Regions from separate parts of the Sus scrofa genome. Here region 1 is linked to region 2. Evidence: chromatin contacts called from public Hi-C data. All regions are on one chromosome and are shown on one strand. Each heading gives the region's core, a stretch centred on a gene start, on an enhancer-like site or on the middle of the called end of the contact. The rest is flanking DNA. Distances are from core to core; before and after follow the strand shown. Region 1 holds the start of LOC110259338 (zinc finger protein 177-like). Region 2 holds the start of ZNF317 (zinc finger protein 317).

Region 1 (2,700 bases), core at 194-2,693, 600 kb before region 2:
CAGCGGGTTAAGGACCCAGTGCAACCATGGCTTGGATCTGATCCCTGACCCAGGAACTCCAAATGCTGCAGGCAGCCAAAAAAAGAGAAAAAAAACAAAATTCCCTTTCCTTTTATCAAAAGACAACTTAGAGGTTTCCTAAGACCTTTGGTAGACCATGCATTGCGACTTTAATTATCTCTGCCTCCTTCTTACTATTAAAACCTATGAATGTCTGCCCTAGGAGGTCAGGCAGAGTTAGCCTTTGACCAATTCTAGGATGATATCAAGAACCATCCCTCTTTTGGTCTCTCAAATTATAACGAGTTGTTTTCTTTTTCTCTTGTTATTTGAAGTAGATTGTCAAGCTCTTACAGACTTTGAACATAATGGAAATTCGAGATCAGCTGGGCATTACAGTCGCTCTTGCAACTCAGTAGCTAAAGAATCCCCTTGCTCCAGGACAGCAACCTCAGCCACACAGTTGGCAGCAGCCATCTCAGACTTAAACTTAGGGTCATCTCTTTACCTCCAGTGTCAGAGGCCCCAGACTGAGATACTGAAGCATTTGCTGCCCCTCGCCTTAACGGCAGTTTGTTGCTCCCTTCCCAGGTAAGGGGAACCACAGAGAGGAAGCTAAACTATATTGAAAAAAAGTAAATGGTGCACAGTGAATTTATGGCACATGTGAAAACATCAAGTACAGTTATGCCCTGACTGTATTCATTATCCCTGTGGGGAAAGGTCTGCAAAGTTGTGCAACAGTGGGTATGATGCATTCAACTACCTCTCTATTTGAAAGCAACTGTTATTCACATAGGTGCCAACTGGAGATTAGCACTTGCCATCTGCCTCTAGAAGGATAGAATCATGAGTCACTACAACTGCTGTAAGGAGTTCAGGGTGGAGATCAGGAATGAGGCAATCTGTGCTCTGGGAAAAACTGGCAATACAGGTCTTCAGATAGATATTTTCAAGAGATTTATGAGCCCAATTCTTGTATCTCCTCATATCTAGAAAAGCACTAAAATCCTTCATAGTGATGTCTGCTTCATGTGACTAGCAGCAACCTTCTGCAAAATATGTGCTTGAAGGCATGTACGTCCTGCCTTCACCAAAATCACAGATATAAGGCCTTCCCTGCCCATCCCCTAGCTCTTTGGAGTGGTTTCTCAAAGCTATCTAAAAGCTGCCTCTCAGGCTATAGTCTCCCCCATCTCCCCACAGAATATAGTGCATGTAAGACGCACAGGCTATGGAGGAAAACAAACTACTGTACCGGTTCTGTGCCATAGCCCCCACTGGAGTCCAGACCAGCCCCCCATCCCTTCTTCGTGGTAGGAAAAGAGCAGTTCTTCAGCCCCTCCTGGAAAAAACTGCAGCCTTCAGCATCCCCCCAGGCCCCGCCCCTTACGCAGTAGGCGGAGACTGGAACTGCGTGGGTGCGTTGGAGTATGCGCGTGCGCAGGCAGTAGCTGTCGCAAGGGCGCTCTTACCCGGGTCTGAGGCTGAAATATTCGGCATTTGGCGGTCAGTCCTCTGTGCGGTCAAGCGAGAGAGGACGAGACCAAAGGGGAGGCTCAAGTCAAGGGATGAGCTGAACTGGCCACACGGGCCTCTCGCCTGACGCTCCTGGGCGGCTGCCCGTCAGCCGAGAGCTCTGGCTCGCTTGGCCGGCTTGGGTCCGTGGCGGCAGCTCTGGGAGGAGACGGGTCTGTCAGTACTTTTCTCCATCCTTTGTGCTCCCCTTTTAAAAGCCTCCGGAGCAACCGCTGGGTCCTTGCCCCGGAAGGAAAAGAAAAAGCATTTCCGTCGTTCTCGTCAATGACTCCGACCATAACGGCCCCTTGTCCCCAAGTCCCGGGGAGCATTCGGTGGAATTGTCCCGGCTGATTGTCCGTTATTCAAGTTTGGTAAGTTGTATTCTGTTGGAAAGAGAAAGCTTCCCGGGTTAATAGGGAGCACGTGTGACTGATATCAATAAATGCATTCGTAAAACACTAAGTGTACCTCATCAGAGCCCTATAAAGCCTCCAAAGCTTCAAAGGACAGGAGTCTCTGGTAAGGAAGACCATGCAGACTGAGTTGTGTTCGTACAGAAGTTGAAATTGAATTTACCATGAGTAAAATGGGTTTTGACGGGTGGATTTTCCCTTCCAAGTAATCATCTTGAAGTTCCTATCTAAAGAAAATCTGTGGAGTCAATAAAAGGAACATTTTGATAAATGAGATTTTTTTCGTCTCATTTGTCTCTTGTCATTCATATTATGACGAACCATTTAATGGGAAATTGCAGATATTCACCTCACCCTTTACTCTTAAGCATGCATCTCCTAAGAATGAGGACAATCTCCTACTAAAAACACCTCAGTTGTCCATCGAGAAAGTCAAAATTTCTCCGGTTTGCCAAAAGTGTCTATGATTCTCGAGCTAGGACCCAAAGAAGATGTGTAAGATGCATTTTGGTTTTAGATCTCTTTTACCTAAAATACATTTATTTGCCTGTATTAAAAATTTCATTTTGGTTACTGCAAATTCCAGTTAAGTTATACTGTTAAATGTTGGCATTCTGATATGATATGGTTTTCCCATGCTTTTAATTAACTTCCCTATCTCATAAAGTGGATGTTGAGTCTAGAGCAGTACTGTCTAATAAAAATATAATGTGAAGTACAGATGTAATTTTAAATAATTTTAGTAGTCAAAGATATTTTTATAATA
Region 2 (2,700 bases), core at 168-2,667:
TCCAAGCAAGGTATTTGGAAATCTCTAAAATGTGTACTTCACCAATATGGAAAGAGGGTGACTCTAAAAATACCTGAGTGTGAGTCCACTTACAAGTAATTACCAAAATTAAGAAATATATATATATATTATACATATATATATATATATATATATATTTTTTTTTTTTTTTTGCTGTTTTTGGCTGCACCCAAAGCATATGTAAGTTCCCAGGCTAGGGGTGGAATCCGAGTTCCAGCTGCTGGCTTACACCACAACCACATCAACTCAGAATTCGAGCTGCCTCTGCAACCTACACCACAGCTCAGAGCGATGCTGGTTCCCCGACCCAAACGAGGCCAGGGATCGAAATGCATCCTCATGGATTCTAGCTGTGTTCGCTTCCACTGAGCCACGATGGGAACTCCCAAGAAATACATCTTTGAGAATACATCAACAGTAAGATCGACAAAGAAAATCCTGGGGAAAGAGTAGGATAGAGTTTAGGCGAATACAGGTTTCTGAAGTTTCATAATCTTATTTTTCTTGGCCTGGTTTGTGGATTCGCTTTTTTTTTTCTTTTTATTTCGTATGTCCTCATACTTTGCGGGGCCATATATGTTCAGTATTCCAATAAAAGAATAAATATTGAAGGGAAAAGAATAGGAAGCACCAAATAAGACGCTAGAAACCAATGCAAAATATTAGTAACCATGATAAATATTAATGGACTGTCAAATTAAACAACAACGTTTCAGTGAGTTTCTAAATCTAGTTACAGGCTATGTACATGAAAGTCACCTCAAGCAAATAAAGTATATGGAAATTTTAAGCGTAAAAAGCATTCAAGACAAATGCTAACAAAACCAGTGTGCTCCTATTAATATTAGACAAAACTGAACACAAAGCAAAAGGTAAGTAGTTTATTCCTGCAGGTTTCCAATTCCTAACCCCACTCCCGTCCTCCAATAAAGTCCTGAACTCACTTCGCCGGGCTTTTTCCTGTCTCCATCCCAATCTGTCAGGTTTTTTGGACCATACCGCCAATGCTTCCCCCTCACCGCTAAATACAGCGGACCTAAACTTAGTCACCAGCGTTTCATATCGCTTATTACAGGCTCTAAAACACACTCCGCCCAGCTGCCTGGCTTCCCAGTCCCAGGTCCCCGTCCCCACTAACTCCTCCCGGTTTGTGGGCCTCTCGTGTCCTCAGGAAGGCCGGGAGTTAAGGGTTAAATGAGGAAAGAGAGGCTTACACAACTAAGGGCAGAATCAGGGGGAGCGGAGGTCATGGAAGCTGCCGCTGAAGGGAGGAGAAGTTCATACGATGGTCTGATCTGCCGCGGAGACCTACAGCTGTGAACAAGCCGCTGCGGACCACTCCTCTGCCCATGTGTACAGGGGGAATTGCCTCCGGAGAGTAATGGCTTCCGCTCCACTTCCGCCTTCTAAGTGTCGCGGGATTTCATAACAGGACCGCTAACCTGGAAGCACAGGGTGGAAAGGATTCTGGGAAATGTAGTTCTCGAATTTAGGCAGCCTTTGGGGTATTGTATACGTGGAATCTACTGATCTTGCTGGGTTCCTCCAACTTCTTTTTTTGTTTGTTTGTTTGTTTGTTTTCTTTCTTTTTAGGGCCACACCCTCAACATATGGAAGTTCTCAGGCTAGGGGTGGAATCAGAGCTATAGCTGACTGCCTGCTCCAGAACCACATCTGTGCCACTGGTCACCACAAGGCTAGATTCCCCTACCCGCTGAGCAAGGTCAGGGATGGAACCCGCATCCTCATGGATACTAATCGGATTCGTTTATCCTTCACCCCACCTTCTAATTTTTCAAATGCCTTGGGTCTCAGTTCTCAGGCGTCTTTGCAATTTATAATCTTTGAGGTAGCAGTGAATCTTACCACTTTTAAGTGCTATTTAATAGTCAAGATGGAAGTTTCCATCCACAGCTCCACACCTCTACTCTAAATTCCATTTGGAATGAGATATTCTCTCCACTTGGATATTTTATAGATACATTAAAATGCCACAAATTAGAAGTTCCTGTTATGGCTCAGCGGTTAACAAACCCAAGTAGCATCCATGAGTATGCAGTTTCCATCCCTGGCCTTGCTCAGTAGATTAAGAATGGAGCATTGCCATGACCTGTGGTGTAGGTCACACACGAGGTTCAGATCCCGAGTTGCTGTGGCTGTGGTATAGGCCAGTGGCTACAGCTCTGATTGGACCCCTAGCCTGGGAAACTCCATATCTTGTGGGTTCCACCCTAAAAAGACCAAAAAAAAAAAAAAAAAAAAAAAAAGCCGCAAATTAAACTCCTGGCTCCACCTTCTCAACTTCAAATAACAGCAACCCCATCTTTCCACATTTCCATTGTAAACCTTGGCAACATCCTGGACTCTTCTTTGATTCAATAGGAAATACTCAGTTCTACCTTGATCATTAGCCAAGAATCTGATTGGTTTGCCAGAAATATTTTTTTCTTGTTTCTGAGTCCAGAAAGTTCACTGTTGGACCTGATGGATTGTAAATTGAGCGGGACCGGTGGGACCCTCCTGGGCAAAAAGCCTTTCCAGGTCCCTCATTTTCTTATTTGCAGGATAAAAGATTCAGCCTCCTATTACCCGCCCTGAGTTCCAAAGGGTAGATTCAAATAGGTACTAATCAGGGAAATAATGAATGCAGAAAAAAAAGCAAGAATAATCAAGAAACTA

The links. A called contact is a pair of places that touch in the nucleus more often than the background predicts.
Region 1: a Hi-C map of embryonic fibroblasts shows a contact between it and region 2, with 1.8 times the contacts expected there. The contact joins the promoter of LOC110259338 here to the promoter of ZNF317 in region 2. A contact is called at or near these places in 2 of 47 Hi-C or Micro-C datasets (embryonic fibroblasts and heart right ventricle).

Annotation. Positions count from the first base shown.
Region 1 is chr2:67,906,607-67,909,306 of Sscrofa11.1, reverse strand. LOC110259338 (zinc finger protein 177-like) reads left to right here and starts at 1,443. Exons shown (of 8, transcript XM_021083761.1): 1 at 1,443-1,892.
Region 2 is chr2:67,310,865-67,313,564 of Sscrofa11.1, reverse strand. ZNF317 (zinc finger protein 317) reads right to left here and starts at 1,417. Exons shown (of 6, transcript XM_021083756.1): 1 at 1,236-1,417.